Regions from separate parts of the Mus musculus genome. Here regions 2, 3, 4, 5 and 6 are each linked to region 1. A link is a contact called in public HiChIP or PLAC-seq and promoter capture Hi-C data. All regions are on one chromosome and are shown on one strand. The core of a region is the stretch at or near the end of the contact, and the rest is flanking DNA. Distances in the headings are between cores, read along the strand shown. Region 1 holds the start of Rptor (regulatory associated protein of MTOR, complex 1). Region 2 holds the start of Sgsh (N-sulfoglucosamine sulfohydrolase (sulfamidase)). Region 3 holds the start of Rptoros (regulatory associated protein of MTOR, complex 1, opposite strand). Region 4 overlaps Rptor (regulatory associated protein of MTOR, complex 1). Region 5 holds the start of Rnf213 (ring finger protein 213). Region 6 overlaps Rptor (regulatory associated protein of MTOR, complex 1).

Evidence for each region. HiChIP or PLAC-seq counts read pairs in DNA pulled down with a chosen protein or histone mark. Capture Hi-C pulls out chosen DNA fragments and counts their contacts.
Region 2: a contact with region 1 is called in a FOXA1 HiChIP or PLAC-seq map of pancreatic cancer cells. The contact joins the promoter of Sgsh here to the promoter of Rptor in region 1.
Region 3: an H3K4me3 HiChIP or PLAC-seq map of microglia shows a contact between it and region 1, with 5 times the contacts expected there. The contact joins the promoter of Rptoros here to the promoter of Rptor in region 1. A contact is called at or near these places in 12 of 39 promoter capture datasets (the 3T3-L1 cell line, 3T3-L1-derived adipocytes, the C10 cell line and 9 more), 3 of 484 Hi-C or Micro-C datasets (CD8 T cells, bone marrow-derived macrophages and nephron progenitors), 19 of 115 datasets of contacts at active chromatin or transcription factors (bone marrow-derived macrophages, craniofacial prominence, embryonic basal ganglia and 11 more) and 3 of 9 other capture datasets (adipose tissue, macrophages and pancreatic islet).
Region 4: a contact with region 1 is called in a FOXA1 HiChIP or PLAC-seq map of pancreatic cancer cells. The contact joins the enhancer-like site here to the promoter of Rptor in region 1. A contact is called at or near these places in 7 of 39 promoter capture datasets (the 3T3-L1 cell line, the HPC-7 cell line, cranial neural crest and 4 more), 1 of 484 Hi-C or Micro-C datasets (bone marrow-derived macrophages), 14 of 115 datasets of contacts at active chromatin or transcription factors (the SCID.adh cell line, bone marrow-derived macrophages, craniofacial prominence and 9 more) and 5 of 9 other capture datasets (adipose tissue, embryonic stem cells, liver and 2 more).
Region 5: a promoter capture Hi-C map of liver shows a contact between it and region 1. The contact joins the promoter of Rnf213 here to the promoter of Rptor in region 1. A contact is called at or near these places in 1 of 39 promoter capture datasets (the C10 cell line), 2 of 484 Hi-C or Micro-C datasets (embryonic stem cells and nephron progenitors) and 1 of 9 other capture datasets (liver).
Region 6: a contact with region 1 is called in an H3K4me3 HiChIP or PLAC-seq map of bone marrow-derived macrophages, with 4 times the contacts expected there. The contact joins the enhancer-like site here to the promoter of Rptor in region 1. A contact is called at or near these places in 10 of 39 promoter capture datasets (the 3T3-L1 cell line, 3T3-L1-derived adipocytes, the C10 cell line and 6 more), 6 of 484 Hi-C or Micro-C datasets (the G1E-ER4 cell line, bone marrow-derived macrophages, cerebral cortex and 2 more), 17 of 115 datasets of contacts at active chromatin or transcription factors (the SCID.adh cell line, bone marrow-derived macrophages, embryonic basal ganglia and 12 more) and 5 of 9 other capture datasets (adipose tissue, embryonic stem cells, liver and 2 more).

The regions. Positions count from the first base shown.
Region 1 is chr11:119,600,978-119,604,657 of GRCm38.p6, forward strand. It overlaps Rptor (regulatory associated protein of MTOR, complex 1), which reads left to right and starts at 1,928. Exons shown (of 34, transcript NM_028898.3): 1 at 1,928-2,994. The coding sequence starts at 2,833.
Region 2 is chr11:119,353,701-119,357,380 of GRCm38.p6, forward strand. It overlaps Sgsh (N-sulfoglucosamine sulfohydrolase (sulfamidase)), which reads right to left and starts at 1,810. Exons shown (of 8, transcript NM_018822.3): 1 at 1,697-1,810. The coding sequence starts at 1,784. Slc26a11 (solute carrier family 26, member 11) reads left to right here and starts at 1,857. Exons shown (of 17, transcript NM_178743.3): 1 at 1,857-1,935; 2 at 3,108-3,333. The coding sequence starts at 3,151.
Region 3 is chr11:119,832,452-119,836,131 of GRCm38.p6, forward strand. It overlaps Rptoros (regulatory associated protein of MTOR, complex 1, opposite strand), which reads right to left and starts at 1,914. Exons shown (of 3, transcript NR_045313.1): 1 at 1,839-1,914. All of the region lies in intron 13 of Rptor (regulatory associated protein of MTOR, complex 1), which reads left to right.
Region 4 is chr11:119,816,140-119,819,819 of GRCm38.p6, forward strand. Rptor (regulatory associated protein of MTOR, complex 1) reads left to right here. Exons shown (of 34, transcript NM_028898.3): 11 at 939-1,040. Among named protein-coding and RNA genes, the nearest start is that of Rptoros, 16 kb to the right of the region's middle. Within about 2 kb of position 1,747, at least 44 of the 459 cell types and tissues checked have an H3K27ac peak or open chromatin away from gene starts, as enhancers often do. A contact at or near this core is called in bone marrow-derived macrophages and pancreatic cancer cells, where this site is marked.
Region 5 is chr11:119,388,232-119,391,911 of GRCm38.p6, forward strand. Rnf213 (ring finger protein 213) reads left to right here and starts at 1,868. Exons shown (of 68, transcript NM_001040005.3): 1 at 1,868-1,895. It overlaps Mir1932 (microRNA 1932), which reads left to right and starts at 2,241; the gene lies at 2,241-2,330.
Region 6 is chr11:119,775,865-119,779,544 of GRCm38.p6, forward strand. The region is part of intron 6 of Rptor (regulatory associated protein of MTOR, complex 1); the gene reads left to right. Among named protein-coding and RNA genes, the nearest start is that of Rptoros, 57 kb to the right of the region's middle. Within about 2 kb of position 2,102, at least 62 of the 459 cell types and tissues checked have an H3K27ac peak or open chromatin away from gene starts, as enhancers often do. A contact at or near this core is called in adipose tissue, bone marrow-derived macrophages, fibro-adipogenic progenitors and 2 more, where this site is marked.

The DNA of each region.
Region 1 (3,680 bases), core at 678-3,177:
GTAGTGGTGGGGAGGGGCTGGTGGTAATGGGGACACTCGATTTTGGTGCACTGCTCTGAGACTAGGAGGATAATGGGCTCTGTGTGATACTGTAACCTCAGGAATTCTTGGGGGGTGATAACTAAACAGCAGGAAACACTTCCCACATGCTTGTGAGAGGGATCTGAGATTGCAGCCTGGACTCTCAGATGCTAGCAGGGTTGTGTTAGGGACTGTCACATTGTGTCCAACCCTGGATCTACTCTGAGGAACACATCTGCAGATTAACCCAGGCTTTAGTGGTAAGGCCTACAGTTAGTAGACTACATTGGAGTTGTGGGACCTGTTAGCATTCTGTCTAAATTCCACCCCACACTTACCTGGCAACAATCAGGTAGGCCTGACCCACTATAAAAGGGGCTGTTTATCCCTTTCATCCCTCTCTTACTCTTGCTTTTGATCTCTTGCTTCTCTCCTGCTCTTGCTCTCTCCTACCCCTCTCCCTTCCCTTCCCTCTCTCTCCATGTGCTCAAGGCCATGGCTCACCTCTACTTCTCTACTCTATCCTTCTCTCTCCCTTTCTCTGCCTCTACTACCCTCTTAACTCCCCTCCCCATGCCCTGAATAAACTCTACTCTATACATGTGGCTGGTCTCTCAGGGGGAAGGAATGCCTCAGCATGGGTCTACGGAGGAACCCCCTTTCCCCATTCCTCCCCCTCCCCCCATAGAACATATTTTTTCTGTCTTTATCTTTTTATAAACATACCAGGATCAGTCAGAGCTCACTCTCAGTGGTGGCTTGCAATGCCTTCACATCTTGTTTGTTTGTTTTTCAAGGCAGGATTTCTCTCTGTAGCTCTGGTTGTTCTGGAACTACTAGCTCTGTAGACCAGGCTGACCTCCAACTAACAGAGATCCTCCTGCCTCTGCCTCCAGAGTGCTGGGATTAAATACCAGGCCCAGCTTTCAACCCTTCTCTTAAAGTGGATTTTTTTTTTTTTTTAAAGAAAGGGTCTTATTTTGTAGCTTAGGCTGGCCTGGGCATCTTTACAAGCTAAATTTTTATCCTTTTAGTAATATTCTTTAATATTATCCAAACTTTATGGTTCAGGAACCTAAGACTGAGAAAATGCAGCTTGAAATTAGTAACATTGACTAACAGAGGCTCCCCTAACACCAAAGCTGAAGGTGGGCTCAGTTGTTGACTGAACTCTAGCTAAAGGTTAAGAGTGTTTCACTAACCGGGGCGGTGGTGGCCAGCCTGGTCTACAAAGTGAGTTCCAGGACAGTCAGGGCTATACAGAGAAACCCTGACTTGAAAAACCAAAAAAAAAAAAAAAAAAAAAAAAAACAAAAAAAAACCAAAAAACAAAAAAACAAAAAACCAAAAACCAAAAAAAACCAAAAAGTGTCTCACTCGCACCCTGGTTACGAAAGGCTGGCACCTCGTTACATTTACTTTATATTTCCATTGCACCAAAGCAGTTCTCAGAGTGTGTCAATATCTGAGATTTACTGAACTGAACCAGAGAAGTCAACAGCAGGGAGGCTTGCTTCTGTGGGCAGCTTTAGACGTTTGCACATGAAACTGTAGCAAAATAAGAATATACTGTTCAGGAAATAAAGTATATCAGACAAAAAATTCGTAATCGATGAAATCGGTCTCTTTTAAAAGTGGAAATATCAAAAGAAAGTCCCGATAGTCTTATGTGTCTAATATCAATGGTCTTTTCTGAGGCTTTTTAAAAATACCACCTTTTAAAATCATGACGAAACCAAGTGGTTTCTTTCTTTAATATCAAGGCACGAAGCTTTGTTTGTAGTAGCAAAAAGCTTTTAAAAATAACTGAACGGACATAGTTTCAATCGCAAATGGTCTATTTTACTAGTGGAGATCAACTAAGGAGAAAAGACGTGGTAACCTCGGTAACGGCGTGGGGGAAGGGAGGACGGAACACCGAGCTCTACGCCCTAGCAGGGGTAGAGCGGTGAGAACGCTCGAAGAGGTTTGGCTTATTGGACGCGCCGTAGATAGCGGTGCATGCTGGGCCTTGGCAATATGGCGTCCTCCTTGATGTGCTGATGAGAGGAGTTTTCACTGTGGCTCCAGAGCAGAGGGCAAAACTCCCCTGACCTAATAAGCCCAGTGTCCCTGTGCTGTCCGCGGGCCCGTGTCGCGTGTGTATCGGGACTCGTTCCTGGGTAGGAGAGAGCCACGAAGCAGAAGGCCAGCACGGGCCTGGCCGCGCGGCCCGGTGGCTGAGGAGCCCGGCTGCGGACGGGCACGATGGGCCGGTCCTGGCTCAGGTTGCAGCCCCTCAGGCGAGTGCGGGACCCGCAGGGCTGAGAGCCGCTGGGCGAGCCCCGAAGCCCCCCGATCCCGATCCCTTGAGGCCTCAGCCGGGCCAGCACAGTCGGAGAAGCCGCCCTGCGAGCGGGCCGGCCTGCCCGCCGGGAGCCACTGAGGCGTTGGAGGCCGAGAGCCGGGTCATCGCCGGGCCTGAAGTCTCTCCCGCCTCCGCCAGTCCCGCTTGCCGCCCTCCTGACGGCCTGCAGAGCTGCGGGGGCCGGCGACCGGGCGCGCGTGTCGCCGCTCGTCCGGGTCCTGCGGGCTTGGGTACCCACGGGCTCGCCACCCACCCCGCCCCCTCCAACTTCGCGCTCAGAGTTCGAGATAAAGATCTCCGAGGTTTAGCCTCAATAAGGATCTTCGAACGCTCTGCCGCCGTCTCTATTCCCAGCTTCCCGTTTTCCCGTATTTTATTTTACCAGTTCTGGTCCACACTAGTTTTTAAGGCTGGAGGTTCTCGAGCGCCTGCTGCCAAGGACTCCCCCTCCCCCTCCTCCCCTGATGGAGTCGGAGATGCTGCAGTCGCCTCTTATGGGACTCGGGGAGGAAGATGAGGCGGACCTTACAGATTGGAACTTGCCTTTGGCTTTTATGAAGAAAAGACATTGTGAGAAAATCGAAGGCTCCAAATCTTTAGCGCAGAGCTGGAGAATGAAGGATCGGGTGAGTGGCTTCTCATGGCACCTTTTTGAGTTCGTAGTTTTCCAACTAAGAAAGTTCTGAGCAAGGACAGCCTTTTTAGAAGGATGCGGGTATTTCGAAGACACATGTTGCACTAAAATCCAAAAAGCTATTCCAGACTCGGGTTTTGGCTAGTCTCTTCTCACCGAGTAGCGTTAAAAACGAGTTTTAATTCAGAGGGGGGAAAAACACCAAATTAGGAACTATAGTTTCACAGATACTTATATGCCCTTTACTACACTTAGTAGCACTTAGAGAAAAGACAACTTGGGAAATAATAGTTAACGTGCTTAGTCTATTTTTGTAGTCTGCTTTTTTTCAAATAACCAGGTTGCCTGAAGTTCAGATGTCTGATAAAGTGTGTTGGAAAACAAGATGACTTGAAATGTTTAGCCAATAACAAATTCAGGCAAAGTTATTTTAAGGTTGCAGCAGGTTTCATCCCAGTCCTTTGAACATCTTGTCTGTGAGGCTGACTCCCTGTGTATGTGACTTGTGGTCACTGTAACCTGGAGATAAAATTTCCTCAGTGGAAATTAGGGAGCATGGGGTATGATGGATTGGAACCTGGGTTCAGTTTTTTGGCCGTTCTTCTGATCGTGGAGTGTCATGAGATGTTGGTAGCAAAGAAAACAGCCAGCTGTAGTGCTGTTAGTTCCTGGTCTAAC
Region 2 (3,680 bases), core at 560-3,059, 250 kb before region 1:
GACAGGTAGGAGGGCTGGACAGAGGACACATGGGAGAACAGACAAGAGGAAAGCCAGGAGTTCAGGGAGGAAGACAGGCAGGAGGACAGGCGGGAGGACAGAGGGACAGGGAGGAAGATAGGCAGGAGGACAGGACAGAGGACAGACAAGAGGACAGGCAGGAGGACAGGTGGGAGGACAGGGAGGAAGACAGGCAGAAGGACAGGGAGGAAGATGGGCAGGAGGACAGACAGGAGAACAGGCGGAAGGACAGACAGAAGAACAGGCGGGAGGACAGACGGGAGGATAGGTGGGAGGACAGGCAGTAGGACAAGCAAGAGGACAGCCAGGAGAATAGATGGGAGGACAGGGAGGTAGACAGACAGAAGGACAGGGAGGAAGACAGGCAGAAGGACAGGATGGAGGACAGGAGGGAGGACAGATGGGAGAACAGGCAAGAGGACAGCCAGGAGGACAGATGGGAGGACAGGCAGGAGTGGTTGTGTTACGTGTGCCTTCTGTTGCATGCCAGGAAGCCATGCTGCTTGCACACAGAGGTCTCAGCTCTTGCCTCTGACCCTGATCATTCAGTCCTAAAATTCCTGCTGTCATTATCTGAATCCAGTCTTCAACAGTTAAGTGAGGGTGGGGTCCAATCGAACAGGACTGTGGCATTTCTCTGTCAGGTTTGGAAATGAGACAGGTGTCATCAACAATCCAGGAAGGCCTCCCCAGAAACAGAGGGAGGAGCCGGCTCTCTGAACCCAGTCTCTCCATATAATGAAATTGTTAGACTTACATTGGTTTGTTAAAAACCTGGCCTGTAGTGTGGCGTGCATGTGTGCATGCGTGAGTGTGACTCTATTTTCTGCTTTGTCCGTATTTTCCCTGCATGTACATATACAACAGTTACAGATCCCTGTGAGCCGCCATGTGGGTTCTGAGTATTGAACCTGTGTCCTCTGGAAGAGCAGCCACTTCTCCTAACCACTGAGCCACCTCTCTAGCCCTGAGACTGCCAGGTTTTGTTGTGATGGCTGTCCAAGCTGAGACAGGACCGAAGTTCCAGAGCCACACGAACTGGCTCCAGAGGATTCCAGCGCCAATCCTATCCGGTGGATATACACCCTAGGCCGATCTTCGAGACTATCCTTGGAGAGATTGGGGGTAGTGCTGCAAAGACAGCACTGTTTATGTTACAATTAACCAACTGGCTTGCCCAGATACCACAAAGTTTATCAGAAGAGTGGGCCTGGCCCAGAGCCAGACCTCAGAAGGCCTGGGCTGTCACAAGCCAGGCACTGATCACCCAAACAGGAAGTCTCATGAATGCAGGAGGAACTTGGTGGTTTGCGTGGGCATTGGAGTACTGTACTTTTGGGCCAGGAGCTAAGAGAACTGACCAGGGCATCCTGCAAAAACTCGGGGACTCAGGCTATTCTCATTTCTGGAACCTTATCAGAGGTCTGCATGAGTAGCCGGGGTCCACCGGGTCTCCTTGGCAGCTTTGACTACAGATGTGGGAATGCTGGCCAGCTTGGGGATGGCAGAAGCGGGAGGGCCAGACGCATTTAGAGTCACCAGGAAGAGACCTGCAACAGGAGGCTCGGCAAGGAATTGGCGCGCCGGGGTCAGCATGGGCCAGTGGCGGGGAAGAGCCCAGTGGCCGCTTCTGGGAGCAGCAGCAGGTGGCCGTGCCAGGGACGGCGGCACTCACCAACTATCAGTAGCACGTTGCGCGAGTGCGCGCCGCAGAGTCCCAGGACCAACAGAATTGTGCAGCAGGCCAGTCCCGGGCAGTGCATGGCGGCGCCGGTCAGGGTAAGCGGTTCCGGCTCGTCCGCTCCCCACGGTCACGTGCACGGCAGGCCCCGCCCATGTCCTGCCCACTCTGTTTCTGAGATTCCTGCGGACTCAGCTACCGCCACTTCGGAAGACCCTGAGTCTCAGCGTCCGGTGGGTGAATCTGGGTCCTTGTGATGGAGAGAGGGAGTGTGTGGCGGTGTGGGCTGGGGTCACCAGGAGCTGTGGGGCCAGCGCTGAGTCCTCGGGTGAGCCCTACTCCGGGAACCCTCCCTACCGCAAACCATTAGAGTCCGGGCCGCCTTACTCCAGGTTCTCAGACTTGTTTGTGTTCCCCACTGGGACCTCAGCCTCCGTTTCCCAACCCCCCCCCCCCATACCCCACCCCGCGATCCCGGGATCCCGCGCTAGCGGCGGCGTGGGGGTGGGGAGGAGTGGATTTTGTCCAGAGTGTCATTTCCAGGGCTGGGGCGTGTGGACCAGTAATGAGGAGTCAGCTATGGGCTGGGACACGTGTGTGTGTGTGTGTGTGTGTGTGTGTGTGTGTGTGTGTGTGTGTGTGTGTGTGTGTCTGTTCGCCAGGATCTTAGCGGATGCTACGTACCTAGAATTAATTTGAGAGCTTCAGTTAGTCTTTGGAAAACAAAGTAGAATCTTCAGCCCTCCCACCCTTGGGCTATGAATGCCACAAGTGGGTGCTGGGTAAATCTTGACTTCAGGGATGTCACATACTCCCACCCCCTTTCCCCCAACTGCAGCCCTTAGTGGTGGGTGGAGTCCTACCTAACACCTTGGTGGCCCTCTGCGGTGGTGAGGTGTACACTTGGTGAGGTGTAAATCTTGGCTCCTCAGGGCCTCCTGGCTGCCTACCTACACACTCTGCCGGCCAGAGGAAGCCTGAGCCTGCAGGACCTGCTTCTTCTGGGCTGGGATAGTCAGGTTCCCCGGGGAGGGGGTAAAAGAAAGGAGCAGGTTCTTCGGGGTGAAAATGTCGTCTTTAGGCATCCCCTCAAGAGCTAGTTTGCGGGGGGCGGGGAGGGGGGGTTGGTAGGGGTTGACAGTGGAGAGACACCAGAGCTTGGGATCAGGGGCTATGGCCCAGAGATGGGAAAGAGAGGCTGAGGCCTCCCTGAATCCTTGGTGCAGGCCCATGTGCACATTTTGCTGGCTTCCTTTCCCAGATCATGGTGGTTTGGTAAACTTAGCCACCTGGCTCAGCCTCCCTGCCACAAAAGGCAGGCTATGCTCCTGACGCCCTTGGGAAGATAACGCCACCTTCTCCCAAGCTCAGCCCCTGATCACTGCTCCATGTCACCCATGCCCAGCTCTGTGAAAGGTCTGGGTCAGACCAGATCCCCCAGCCTGCACATGGCACCAGACACATGCTGCTGCTCTGCTACGGCCCTGAGGAGGAGGCTACCCGTCCTGGCCTGGGTGCCTGACTACTCTCTGCAGTGGCTGAGGCTGGACTTCATCGCTGGACTTTCCGTGGGACTCACCGTCATTCCCCAGGCCCTGGCCTATGCAGAAGTGGCTGGACTCCCACCCCAGGTGAAGTGACTGACCCCTCTGCTAGCTGTCCCCTCTCCACAGCCAGATAGATCCCTTCCTACTCCTCAGTGTCTGTCCACAGTTTGAAACACCGACCATGGAATCCAACACTTCCATGTGTCCGACCCAGACGGCCCCTTGGCGTCTAATCTCTTTTCATGTGACTTATTTTTGGTGCCAAGCGGTCCTAGATTTTCCAACTGGGGACCACATCATGCTTCATGGTGGCCTTACGAACAACCAGGCACTGGTGGCTTGTGCCTAGAGATTCCAGCACTTGGGAAGCTGAGGCAGGAACATTGAGAGTTCAAGACCAGCTTATCACAGGGCTCCATAGCGAGACTCAA
Region 3 (3,680 bases), core at 664-3,163, 230 kb after region 1:
CATGACATCTAGAGTGACTCTCTTGGAAGCTGGGAGCTGGCATTGAGACTGTTACAGTCTTCAGTCTCTCAGGGACTGGGTCACAGGAGCAGGTCACCACACCAAGCTCTGTTCTAATAGTTTGAAGCTGGAAGTAGTCCAAATGGACACTAAGAGGCAAATATGTCAGCTTTTCCATACATGCTAATCAGCAGCTTAAAAACAAACAAAAACAGTGCCACTTGAAAAATGCCAGTAATGGAGCTGTGTACTGTGTGACTCTGTGTGTTTAAAACTGCAGAAGGTGTGAGCTTGTCTGTAGTCAGGGCAGGCAGATCAACTATTGGGGCAGGCAAGGAAGGGGCAGGATTTACAAAGGACACGAACATGCAGGAGCTAGATTCACCCTCGATGGTGGTAGCCTCACAACACGCATGTGCCTGGGTTTTGGGGTCTGAGCTGTAAGTCTGTGCCATGTCTTGGCATCTTATAGACAATGGTGTGGATATTGACAGTGACCTGTTCTGTTTCCACCTTGATTTTCAATCAGAAAGTGGGCTTGCTATTCTTCATTAAGACTGATGCTGCGAGGTGACCTAACACTGCCCTGGAACTGAACCTAGACCAAAGCCAGAGGCTGTGACATGTAGTTGAATCTGAGCATAGTACTGTCCCTGAGAATTCCCAGAGAATGGATTTGTGGTTATGGAAGAAAATGTCCTTTTTGTTAACAATATTTCGGGGCAGGGTGCACATGTATACAGAGGCCAGAAGCCAATGTTAGATCAAGGTAAGAGTAGGTTAGTATTCTGTGCTATTATATAATATGTGGTCTTTATCCCTTTGCCCCACTAAGGGCTTGTTCACTCCCCCATCTTGTGGGTTCTTTCTAGTTTCCTGACACTCCAAATTAAACACACAACCCCAGAAACTTGAAGCTAAGATCCAAGTGTGAGAAAGGACATGCTTGCTTGGTTTTAATAAGTTTCCCAAGTTGTTGTTATCATCTGTCTCTCTGCTAATTAACAAGAATAAGGGAGGGAGGCAGTTAATTAAGGACTGGTGTAAGCTGGGTTCCAGCTAATTGAGGGTTTTTTTCATAGACAGAATTAATGTGCAATTCAGGCAGACCTTCCAAATTACAGTTAATAAAGTTTTATTTATAGCACCACTGGGGAACATCAAGGGCACAATGTCAAGGAATGTGGGAAAACACTCTGAATTGGTATTGATGGGATAATCCAAAGTCAGGCATACAAACAGGCATACCACAGGAAGAGCTTCCATGGACAAAGACAACAGGGAAGGAGGTGGGATTTTTTTCTTCGGCCCCTACAACCTGTGTATCCTTTGCAGCTTCCCAGTGTCTGGTTCCTCCGCAAACAGATTCTTCTCTGAATAAATTTGATCAGGTACTCAGCCTAACCTCTCTTGCTCCGCATTTTGCCTCTTCACGTACACAAAGCTCAGTTGGAAGAGAGTTCAATGTCGGCCTCTTCTCTATGGGTCAGGCATTGTTGAGCATCCTCCCTGTTCTGCTGGCCCACCGTGGGGCTGCTCTAGGAGGAATGCAGACTGCCTCTATCTAGATACCCGTGCTTCCTGCCTGCTAAGCTTTGCTTTGGGGGATAGCTCTAGGTTTACAGAAATCTGAGGTGACAGTGGAGCCCGCCCCAGTTTCCTGTGTCTGAGGCACCTCAGTGGACACAGTGAGACCTGTGTTCCTGTGCCGGTTGGTGCCTTACCTTAACCAGCTGCACCATTCTGGTGCACCACAGGGTTTCTCTGTCCACTCTCCCTGGGAGGGGCTTCAGCTCCTCCAAATCAACCCTCCCCCTTTCTCCCTCAACCCTCTGTACCTCTGATGTCCATGGCAGCATGAGGAGGCCCCTTGGCTCTGCACACCTGCACTTGGGTTGCGGTAGTGAGAGGCTTGGGGTGGAAGACAGATGAGCCCCCTTCTCACACGTGCTTTGCCGTTTGTGTTAGCGTGCTTCTTCCTTCAAAGTCATGACTCCCAGCCCCAGCGATTACTGCAAACACTGCTTTGTTCCTTCACCTGTTCTGTTCCGGACCCAGATGTGGGTATGGGGGTTGTTTGTTTTCTTTGTGTACTTAGACTTTGTATCCGTTGCTTTGTTTTCATTATGTACTTAGACGTTGTATTCGTTACTCTTCTGTTGCCGTGGTTACATACTGGGACCAGCAGTGACAAAGTTTATTTTGGCTCACAGTTCCAGAGTAAGACAACAGAGGAGTGGGAGGCAGAGGAGGCAAAGGAGGCAGAGCAGAGGCTCAGATCACAGCTGCCATAAACACAGATCACTGACAGCAAACCAGAAATGGGCAAGGCTATAATATCAAAACCCACCCCAACAACATACTTCTCCCGCTTCAAGGCTCTACTTTCTGAAGCTTTATGACCTCCCCTAAGAGCACCATGAGCCAGGGACCACGTGTTCAAATGCATGAACCTCTGAAGGACATTTTCCATTCAAACTATCAGGCTGTTCTAAGTCTCTGTGTTTGGGATGAATTTAGTTTTATACTTCTAAGTTTTTCTAGTCTCCCTTCTCTGTGAGGAAGCCATGTTCCTAGAAACAGTCTTTCAGATGGGGGGGGGGGGGTCTCCTAGCTCTGACTGGGCAGAGTCTTCCTCCCGGTCACTGAGAGCCACATCTGATGAGCAGGAGTCAGGAACATGCTCACAGGAAAAACTTATAAATGTTTTCTCTTCCTCTCTCCCTGCCACCTCATTCATATAATTTGATGCTTTGAGGGTCTCTTATGACTCAAGTATAGGTTATAGTCTGCAGAAAACCAGTGAAGGGAAGGGACATGTTAGGGATATGTGTTTGCAGAAACCTTTGTTTTGTGTAAGCCAGTCAGCAAAGCTATGTACTGTGTAAATGGGTTCTGGGTACTGTCTCACTGTCTGGTAAGATAGAATACCATGTGAAGGTGTTTTCAGCAGTGGCTACAAGTGTATCTACATGGCGACATTTCTCCCCAGTGCAGATACACATCATGAGCAGCATACATCACTGTCACTATGTGGTCATGTATGCTACCTCAGAGATCATAACCACTTGTGACATGGAGGGTTTGTCCTGTGAGTGTAGCCAAGAGGGAAAGAAATACAAATGGCCAATCCCCGTCTGTCAGTCTATACAGAAAGAAGAGCTTTTCTGACCGGCCTGACTGTAAGGCAGAGCCTGGGAGACTCGGGTGCTCCTCTCCATGGAAGAGGCTGAGTAGCAGCAAACAAAGCCACTGGGGTCCAGAGGTGGCATGTGGACTGGGGACAGCAAGCTGGACTGTCAAACCGGTGAAGGAAGAGAAGGACATTTTGAATGTCCTTCTCAAAAGGATGCAGTCGTCACCTCTGAACACCAGCTGGGAATAATTTTGAAGGCTGGTGAGATGGCTCAGTGGGCAAAGGTGCTTCTTGGACAAGCCTGCAGCTTGAGTTTAATCCCTGAGACCCACGTAAATGTGCAGTGAGAGAACCAACTCTACTGAGTTGACCTCTGACCTCCACAGGCATGCCATGCATGTGAGCTCATACATACATCATATGTGGCACACAATAACAACAACCTAGGCCTATCTTTAATCCCAGCACTCAAGATAGAAGGCAAATTCTGAGTTTGAGGCCAGCCTGCTGTACTTAGTGAGTTCCAGACCAACCAGGGCTGCAT
Region 4 (3,680 bases), core at 497-2,996, 210 kb after region 1:
CTCACTCCATGGTCAGTGCCCCACCTAGCTCTCTCCCTCGTCTTTCATGATGCTAGCCTTTCACTCCATGCCCACCCCTGTCTCCCTCTTTCGAGCTGCCTCCTTCCATAGGGTGTCTGGCCTGGATCCTCCACCTTCTCTCTTCTGTCCTGTCTCCTGGTTTCTGTTGTGTGTTCGAGCTTGCTGTGCTTTGCTGTATCCAAGACAGTATTTAAGATGGCCTCTCCATCTCTGAAGTAACCCACAGCTGGGTCCTAATCTTCATCTTGCTTGATTCATCTCATGTCCAGTACTGCTGAGTACATCACTGACCTGGCTTCCAAAGCCCCACATCCATATGATCTTGCTCTATCTTCACAACGATTCCCTTCACCATTTTCTTGGAAGGTTCCACCTGTCTCCTTGGCCTCTAATAGTTAGAGTCAGTCCTGGGTCCCTTCTCTAGAGCTCAACCACAAACAAACAAACAAACAAAAAAAAAAACCAACAACAACAACAAAAAAACAGGCTAAATATGGTGCACACCTGCAATCTCAGCTCTCAGGAAGCTGAGGAAGGAAGATGAGGAACCGCAGACTGGTGTGGGTAGACAGGGAAACTCTCTCTCTCTCAAAATAATACTCACAGTGATAGTGAAGAAATGGTGGTTCTGGAGACATGGCCTCGTGTTCCTACAAGTCGTATGTGCTCTCCTGCAGAGGACTGGGGCTCAGGGATGCAGTGACCCTCATAGCTACCTCTTATCACACCCTCCCTGATGGTTGACAGGCCACACATTCAGATTTCCTCTGTCTCCTGTCAGGCTGTTGACAGAGCCCGTAAGCCCTGCGCCCTCCAGCTCTGTCCATTGTGGTCACTGCCTTGTCAGGACTGAGGGGTGAGGGAGGGCGGTGGAAAGAAACCTGCCTCCCTAACCGACTCTTTGGCTTTTCCCACAGCACAGCCCATTCTTTGCCGAGCAGCTGACAGCATTCCAGGTGTGGCTCACAATGGGTGTGGAAAACAGGAGCCCCCCAGAGCAGCTGCCCATCGTCCTGCAGGTCAGTCGCTTCCCACAGACCTAACTGAGACACCTGTTCCTCAGGAGGCGAGCCGGGCTGTGCTTCAGGCCAACGGTACATCGATGTGTTACATCTGATCTGAAGTCAGATGCTTGCTTACTCCCAGCGGCCTCCTCTTGGCAAAGCCACTGAATTCCCTTTTTCCTCTCCCAATTAAATATAGATTGGGATAGATCACCACTCCCTCCTCCTGCTTACATGTTAGGAACTAATGAAGTGTCACTGCCAACGAACCTTGCTATGGTGCAGAATCTTGGCATCACCACCTCCTTCTGTTTGGAAGGACACGAGATAAAAGTTTGTCCTGTGAGGAAAGGGTGAGGCCACCAAGCAGATCCTAACGGGGCTATGACATCATTTCCTGACCAATACCAGAGCAGCACAGACAGACCAGGTCCTTGCTGTGGTCCTCAGAAAAACAGGACCTTCTCTATGTGTCAGCAATTCATGTGCAAACTGGTCTGGTTCTGGGGGACCCATTTACTGCCTGCTGACTGAAATGACATGGGGCAGGGATATGAATAGTGGATTTGTCATCACAGTTGGGTAGATAAGTCACAAAGATTGTGTCTCATTAAATGTGTGTTTGTGGGAGAAACTGATAAGCTAGGCTGTGACTAAGAAAAGACCTTTTACTCGGGAACCATTGACTAGATCAGATACCTAGGATTGGCAACTTACTGTAAAAGCCAGAAAATACTATTTATCAAGTTTCCAGGGCAGTTGAGCTCAGGCAGAAGCTGTGGAAATCATGAGGGTGTACCACTTGGAAGGTTAGGAAGCCTGTATCTCTGGAGGAGCAGAGGGCAGGCTCCCCTCTCAGTGGGAGGGGCAGAGCTTGCCAAGGGCCAGGGATGGGGCCATCACTCTCCAAAGCACTCGTTATAATCAGCCAGACCCATGGTCTGATTTCCACCTGCCTAAGGACATTGCCTCGCTTCTTTCAAAGAAGGCCTTGTGTTTGCTCATTAGGGCTGCTAACCACATTGTGTGGACAACCCTCCATCTTCACTGTGCCAAATGCTCAGAGCAACTGTAGCTCAACAGTGTCTCCGCAGAGCACAGTGCCCTCCCCACCCTACCCCATCCCCCACCAGAGCCTCTCCCACAGCACAGCCAGCCTCCCAATCTCAGGAGGTGATTCACCTATCCCAGACCTTGGGTTTCTCCCTGTCTAAAGCCCCGGTAATCTCAGCCAGCAAAAAATAAATAATATTTTTTTAAAAAGGCAAGAAAGAAGAATGCATGTAACATAAAGAGTTACCAATAGCCTGTTCCTCTTGAAGTGGGAACTTTGTAGAATGGCCTTAGGTCAAAGAGAGGTAATGCTATATTGTTACGTCTTTTCTGAAATTATAAAAATAATTATCACTGCTCCTCTTACATGTGTCTAGCATAGTTTTAAGAAAGTTCTGGAACTGCAAGAAGAGCTAGAAACTAACCAAATGTTTCCACAACAAAGCAAAAGTAATGACAGCAGGACAAGGCCTGGGGAGGCGCAATGCCTGCGTGATTCCAGTAAATGGCAGCAACCCTGGGTCACCTGGGTCACCACACCACTCTCTCTCCACCCTGCCTATTATTGAAGCAGCACAGCAGAGTAGCGCTGGTCCTCCCCACAGCAGGGCTCCAGGGCCAGGCATGTTCATCCAGTTCTTTGGGGTCTGGCAATAGTCCTTTTGTAAATGGCTTTTATCGACTTTATTTTTCATGTTCCATTTACAACCCACACTCTCAGGGTAGGGGAAGACCTCTAGAGCCAGCCTGATACCAAACATGGAGCAGTAGCCATGAGAGCACACACACCATCTTCCATGTGCTCTTTCAGACAGAAGTAAGCAGCAGGTCCTGTACCACACAAAAGGCTCTGTCTCCCGGGCCAGGTCCCCTATGACTCAAGGGGCGAGCCCTGAAGAACAGACTTGGGGTAGACAAAGAACGGGATAGGAGCTAGGGAATGCAGGGCTCTGGGAGGCCCACCTGGCCTCACTCAATTTGCTACTTCCCTGGCTTTGACCTGAAAGCCTTTATTGTTTCCAGAGCCTGGGCCAGCTCTGTTAGAGAAGGAGAGAAGATCTTAATACAGACTGCAGTGATTCCTTTCAGGAAATTCCCATAGTGAACTCCTTGCATCCAGTAACAGAGGCGTTAGCCGCAGTAAGAGGCTCCATCAGGCTCTGTTGAGTTGTAGCCCCATCAAACAGTAACATGGACCTGACCTCTCCCAACCAGCTTCAGGATCCTTTCTGCCTTTTAAAAACAACATCAGACTGCTATGTCCTCCACTTTGTGACTGCTGGCATCAAGAAGCAATCTCAAAGTGTGGCTTTGTATGGTTCTGCCTAGAACTTGCCACGACTGCCTTCCCCCATCAGGGCAGCTGGACAGAGGTACCCAAACAGAAGAAGAAAGAAAGTCAAACAAGAAAGACCAGAATGGATTCACAGGGCAGAGTTTTCTTTTTCTCTCTCTCTCTCTCTCTCTCTCTCTCTCTCTCTCTCTCTCTCTCTCTCTCTTTTCGTTTTTTTTTTTTCTTCGAGACAGGGTTTCTCTGTGTAGCCCTGGCTGTCCTGGAACTCACTCTGTAGACCAGGCTGGCCTCGAACTCAGAAATCTGCC
Region 5 (3,680 bases), core at 618-3,117, 210 kb before region 1:
TCAACTGTGAACACACAGAGTGCAGACCTCTAGTTCTCAAGGATTTGCATCATAAACCTATGGTTTGGGAATAGGATGTGACCTCTGAAATCCCTAACAGAGTGCCCATCTGAGAGTTCATTCAGGCAGAGCAGATGCTCCTCTGGACAGCCACACCCTGCAACAGCACCTTACTGAGCCCCCCCCCCCCCCACCACACCACCACACACACAGATGGTAACAGGGTGTTTCTGAAGGAGCTCTGCTCTGTATTACATAAGACACCCATGGGTGGCTTTTCCAGCAAGCTAACAGGTTCGTCTCCCAGCCTCAGGAGGATAGTTCATGGCATGCCCTCCATGACTCCTTTCTCCAGGTGCTGATGAGTGGCTGAGAATCTCTTAGCTACTTTTCTGTTGCTATGATGGAACACCATGACTAAGGCAACTTATTAAAGAGATGGTTTGATTGGGCATATAGGTTCAGAGGGCTTAAGTTTATTATGATAGAGGCAGGGCACAGAGCCTGTGGCTGAGAGCTCACATCTGGATCTGAAAGCAGAGAGTATACTGGGCGTGGAATGGGCTTTTAAAACCTCAAAGCTGCCCCCAGTGACAAACCTCCTGTGGAAAAGGCCACACCTCCTACTTCTTCCCAAACAGTTCAATCAACAGGGGACCAAGTATTTGGACATATCAGCCCATGGAAGCCATTCTCACTCAACCCCACCACCCCCAGAGGAGGGAGGGAACCCATTAAGTGTAAAGAATGACCATAAGGAACAAACTAAGCCACAGGCGGTTCCAGAAGACTGTCTTTGGAGCTCCACTTGCATGCTGTGGCTCTAATACAACAACATAAATAAGTGCAATTAAAAAAAAAACTTTAAAAATCTGGGAAGATGAGGGTCTGGCCCCGAGGTGCATAGGAGGAAGACTTTGAGAGAGCTGCATGGAGGTTTGGGAACCGAGATCAGTTGGTACAGTGCTTGCTGAGCATCCAGAAGCCCTGGGTTCCATTCCAACATAAGACCAGCCATGGTGGTATGCACATGTAGCCCCAGCCCTTAAAACACAGGCAGGAAGTCGGGCGTGGTGGCGCACACCCTTAATCCCAGCACTCGGGAGGCAGAGGTAGGCAGATTTCTGAGTTCGAGGCCAGCCTGGTCTACAAAGTGAGTTCCAGGACAGCCAGAGAAACCCTGTCTCAAAAAACCAAACCAAATCAAACCCAAACCAACCAACCAACCAAACAAAAAGACACAGGTAGGAGGATCAGAAGTCCAGGGCCATCCTCAGATACTGTGGTACTTTAAACAAGAATGGCTCCCATAGGCTCAAGATATTTGAGTGCTTGGTCTCCCCACACTTGCTAATACTTAGTTAAAAAGCTTTGGGGGCAAAGGACATGACTGAGACTCACAGATGAGAAAGTGCAAGCACACAGTGTGGCCGTCCACTAGCAATGACTACTGCTAGCGGCTTTTGGTGGACTTCGATGTGATGGGTTGCCATCACTTCTTTGCCATCACTCTACTTTGCATGCACGCAACCTGTAGGTGAACACTCTTGCTGTCCTCCAGGTCCTTCTGTGGGTGGCTTCAGCTTGGCTAAATCCTGGATACTGTCCAAGGTGCTGGATGTCTGGGGCTAGAGGTTTGAACCTATCAATGGTCACCCATTCAGGGCGGTCCGTCCTGGTTGGGGGAGAATGTGCAACCCTGGTGCAAGAGCCAGTGAGATTTCGAAGGCCGTGGGCACGCAGCGGCTGTAGTCGCTCTGGACAAGCGAGCTAGGCCGGCGCCACCAGGCGGGGAATTCCAGCAAGGCTGTGCGCCAAGGAGGCGGAGGGGCGGCGCCGGCCCCGTGACCCCTCATCGAAGCGCGCCAGTCCGCGCGGGCGCATGGGCACTGCAGGTGCGAGCGAGGGGCTTCGGGGTTCCAGGATCTGGTGCTGGGCTAGGAGCGGGATGCAAGTCCAGGGGCAGTGACGCGAGGCCTAGGGTGCGGGATGTGGGTCTCAGGGACGCGCAGGGACCGGGGTGCAAGGTCCCGTTGGGCAGGGCGCGGGTGTTTCGGGCCAAGGGTCCACGGGGCGACATGCGGAGCTCTGGATGCTGTTTCATTGGGTGCCGGTCCTGCTAGGGAAGAGTGGGCCGGCGGCTCATGGCCCCTGTGGTCACAGTCCCTGAATGGTGCCTGCGTCCTGATGCGCCGGCGCCCAGCGGCCACTTCCTTCATGTTCCAAGTTTCGGTTTCACTGCAGGCAGCCGGTCCAGCCTGGCCCTGAGTCTCCGACCCCATTAACTCTCGGGTTGCGGACAGCGCTAGGTCGGCCCTGCTCCCCAGCAACACCCAGGAAGGTCGGGGACCCCCAACCTACACAACCCCGTGTCCTCGCGTAAAGCGGTCCCAGGCTCCGCCCCGGAATCTGCTCTCACCAACTGCAGCAGAACTTTTGCGAGCCAGATGTCTGCCCTCACCAACTGAAGCCAGAACTTTTTCGTGCCAGGCGTCTGTGCCCAGGGCGCTGATCTTACCTAGGTCAAAGCCGGGAGCCTCCCCTGTCCCCGAAGCTGCAGCGAGAGGTGCGCTCGCTCGCAATGGGCTAGCCCAAACCCATCTGCTTTTTTCTTAGTCTAGCCCGGGCGGGGGGTGGAGGGGAGGCACGGGAAGGGTCCTCTAGCTGGTGGAAAGGAGAGGCGGTGCCGCTGGCCGCTCACTTGTGCAAGGCTGCCTCTAGTCCGGGCTTCGCAGTTTCCAGGGGGGGAGGCACGGGAAGGGTCCTCTAGCTGGTGGAAAGGAGAGGCGGTGCCGCTGGCCGCTTACTTGTGCAAGGCTGCCTCTAGTCCAGGCTTCTCAGTTTCCTGAGCAGCACTAGAGAACTGACTTAGGTGGTGTTGGCTTTGGGCACACCAACCGAAAATTGTAGTAGGAGATAACCTGCCACCCCGTGGTGTGTTTCAGTTTGTTCTGTGAGACTCATGGTTTGAGAAGCAGAACTTTCTTTCTCCTCCTCCGCCCCCCCATTTTGTTTTTGTTATTGTTGTTTGTTTGTTTGTTTTTTTGGCCTTCAAGACCCGGTTTCTTTATAGCCCCTGCCTGACGTGGAACTCACTCTGTAGACCAGGCTGGCCTCGAACTCACAGATCTGTCCTGCTCGGCCTCCCCAGATTAAAGGCATGCACCACCACTACCCACGAAAAGCAGAGCTTTCTTAAAAGAAATTTACATCTCTCAAGAGAGGACAGAGGGCTGAGGCAGACCACACTTTTACCTGAGAAAGCACTTGTTCAATGCCACCACCTTGTCTAGCTCCCAACCTTCATGAAGCCTGTGACCCCAGTTCTCAGCCTCTGCCCTTTCCTGTAGCTCCTGTTTGCTAGAAAGCCTCCAGTCCCAACTCCCATTCTTAACCATTCTTAGTTTGTGGGTTGCCCACAAAGGATACATAGTTACTCTTGTGTTTCCCGCAGTTTGTGGGTTGCCCACAAAGGATACATAGTTACTCTTGTGTTTCCCGCCCCCTGCTTGCTTGTTTTGGTTTTAAGAAGTTCTTTGGAGCCCTGCCTGGCCTTGAATTCCTTATCTTCTGCCTTCACCTTTCAAGTGCTGGGGTTACCAGCATGGGATTCTCTGCCGGGTTTTTGGTAGCCCTCCTCTCCCACGTCTATGTAGCTTATAGCCCAGCCAGAGAGTCTG
Region 6 (3,680 bases), core at 852-3,351, 180 kb after region 1:
TCCTCATCAAAGCATTTCTCTATCCCTTTCACCTCTGCCCTCTGACTCCAGAGTCATCCACAGCTGTGTTCCCTATGGTTCTTGATGGCCACCCATCTGAAGCTCAGCCAGTCATCTGAAGCTCTATATGCCCTAGAACACTTCTGCCTTCACACTTATGTGGTAGTTTGGCTGGGTATAAAATGCGGGTTCTGAGTTTTCTCCTGCTTAATCTGCTTATTTCTTTGAAAGTGGTGGTTCTGAAAGCTTCCTGTTTGGGTTTTTGTTGTTGTTGATGATGATGTTGATGATGATTTTGTTTGTTTGTTTGTTCATTTTGTCTTTGTATGATTTAGTTGTTGTTGAAACTGACCTTGCTATGCTGTCCAAGCTGGCTTTGAATTCTTGGCTTACAATCTCCCTGCCTCAACCTCCCAGATGGCAGTCAGGAGCTTCACTCTGTGTTCCTCACTTACAGGTGTCCTCCATTTGTAGAACAGGCATGCCTCTTATTTCATGCTAAGAAATAAACCCTCACCTGAGACAGGGCAACAACCAGCACACAGAGAGCAGGGAGCAGCTTTCAACTATTTGGTTATTTCGTTTTATCTAATATTTTCCATAGGCTTTCACTTTGTGTTTATTTTGTTTAATATTTTCTACAGGCTTTTGCTGTGTAACCCATACAGGCCTGGAGCTTGCAATGACCCTTCTGTCTGGGCTCCTAAGGCTCTGGTTTACAGGTGTGAGCCACTGTACCTGGCCAGTTGTAATGGGTTATTTGAGTCTTTGTTTTTTGTTATTTGTTTGTTTGTTTGTTTGTTTTAAGGCAGTGTTTCTGCATAGCCCTGGCTGTCCTGGAATTTGTTATGCAAAATGGGCTGGCCTGTAACTCACAGAGATCTGCCTGCCTCCGACTCCTAGGCCATTGTGCCTAGCGCTGAGGCGTTTCGTTTCTTCAGTGTCTGCCTAGTCCTTTGCCTTCATTGTCCGGAAACACCCTCACCCAGTGTAGAAGGAAAAAGGTGTGCCAGGTGAGGCAGCTATTATTTCTGGAGAACTGATACTGTTGGTGAAGGAACTTTGTGGGTTCAGTGCTGACTTAAGCATGCTTCTAGTGACCCATAGCCTCATTAGAGTTGCCCAATGGCCGTCCTTTAATTCCATGTCTATGAGAACTGTGCCTTTTCACTATTCTAAAAATGCTAATCTCACAGTCAGTAGGCAAATTCGTTTTTTATAACCGTAAAGTGTCTCTCACTTCCAGAGTCTGTTTCGGTATTTCCTCTGGCTTCTAACACTGTGCCATTCATTCTGGAAGAACCAATGCAAAGCACTGCAGAGGCCACTCACTTGGGATGGGTGGGCGGCGTGATGGGTAAGCTCGGTTGTGGGACTTGACCTCATTGGCTTTGTTCCTTGCTCCAGAGTCACTCTTGATCCTGGAATAGGGTTTGTGTGACTAAGGCAGCACCCCTCTGGAGCCCACTGAGAGCCCTGGGCTTTATGGGGCCTTGCTCTGCTTTCTTGGCGCAAGAGACACTGCATTCTCCAATTAATAGTTTCAGCCTCACGTTGCCACAGGGATCCTCAGAGTCACATCCTGCCTGTAGTTGGTGAGTCAGCCAGCGTGAGAGGAAGGTTTGGCTCCCTGCAGTCTAAGGTTATTTCTTGCAATTTCCTGGCAGCCTTCAGTGCTGATCTCTGATCTCCACCCCAGGGAGACTTCAGCTACAGGCCCCATATGTTGTTTGAATGTGTAGCCCAACAGGTTGTAGGCCTTCCAGTTTCTCGTCTGTTTGCTTTTTGGAATTACCAAGTGATCATTTTTAATATTTTTGTCTGGAGTTTATTATTGCTATTGGCAAGAGAATTAGTCCATTACAAATGATTCTGTCATTACTGGACTCCAGACATCCCAGTCAATAAATCCATTATGGATGAGAAGAAAAAATAATGAGGACTGTGGCTCACATTAAATTCACCCAAAATGTGTCTCCTGTTGGTCATGCTTAACCAGCAGGAGAGCTTGATTTGGGCAAAGACACCTTTGGAGCAGTGTGTGTCTGTGCTGACTCCAAGGATATGCCTTGAGGGTACCGAGCAGAGCTCTCTGAAGGCCAGCAGAAGGATATAGTTCAGAGCCTAGTCACCCATTTGACCACATTCAACCATTCCAGGTCCTTAGTGCTGTAAAGGGGCTGTCCCCACTGTCAGGGAAGTGTGACCCTCAGCTTCATTTGCTTTGCTCTGTGAACCACAGAACACTGGCTGTGGCAACTTACTCTATAGCTAACTTTCCCCTACTGCCTGAGCTGAGCTTTCTTTCTTGAGACAGAGAACATGGCTAGGCAGTTGGAGCCCCTTATCCATCTACATACTGTCTGTATAGTATCTTGGTGTCTTCCTGTTCCTGTGTCTTTTACTTTTCTGCCCCCTATCCCACCGCTGACTCTGTCCTCCAAGCCTACCCACTCATAACGGTTTTTATCCTTCTCTCTCAGTTGTGTCATGATGTTGTACTAAACACAGTGTCTCTATGGACATGCAGTTTAAAAGTGTCCTGGGGACCCCATTGTAAGGGGCAGCCATCTGAACTGGAGAACACACAAGCTCCAGACTGCCTTAGCTTAGCCCCAGGCTGAGAGAGACTGGTAGAGAGAGCACCATTAGTTTTACTGGCAACGTGGGCTGGCTAAGAGCTGCCACTCACCGTTGCCTGTATCGCAGATGTGTGGACCATCGACAGTGTCAGTTGTGGGCAAATCTCTGCAGAATGCCTTGGAAACTGTGAATGGAGTCATCCTAGGTTCGGAGCTGACTTGTGGAGGTGTCCTGCTGCAGCTTCTGACTTGTGAGAGGCGTCCTGCTGCAGCTTCTGACTTGTGAGAGGCGTCCTGCTGCAGCTTCTGACTTGTGAGAGGTGTCCTGCTGCAGCTTCTGACTTGTGAGAGGTGTCCTGCTGCAGCTTCTGACTTGTGAGAGGTGTCCTGCTGCAGCTTCTGACTTGTGAGAGGCGTCCTGCTGCAGCTTCTGACTTGTGAGAGGCGTCCTGCTGCAGCTTCTGACTTGTGAGAGGCGTCCTGCTGCAGCTTCTGACTTGTGAGAGGTGTCCTGCTGCAGCTTCTGACTTGTGAGAGGCGTCCTGCTGCAGCTTCTGACTTGTGAGAGGCGTCCTGCTGCAGCTTCTGACTTGTGAGAGGTGTCCTGCTGCAGCTTCTGACTTGTGAGAGGTGTCCTGCTGCAGCTTCTGACTTGTGAGAGGCGTCCTGCTGCAGCTTCTGACTTGTGAGAGGTGTCCTGCTGCAGCTTCTGACTTGTGAGAGGTGTCCTGCTGCAGCTTCTGACTTGTGAGAGGTGTCCTGCTGCAGCTTCTGACTTGTGAGAGGCGTCCTGCTGCAGCTTCTGACTTGTGAGAGGCGTCCTGCTGCAGCTTCTGACTTGTGAGAGGCGTCCTGCTGCAGCTTCTGACTTGTGAGAGGTGTCCTGCTGCAGCTTCTGACTTGTGAGAGGCGTCCTGCTGCAGCTTCTGACTTGTGAGAGGCGTCCTGCTGCAGCTTCTGACTTGTGAGAGGTGTCCTGCTGCAGCTTCTGACTTGTGAGAGGTGTCCTGCTGCAGCTTCTGACTTGTGAGAGGCGTCCTGCTGCAGCTTCTGACTTGTGAGAGGTGTCCTGCTGCAGCTTCTGACTTGTGAGAGGCG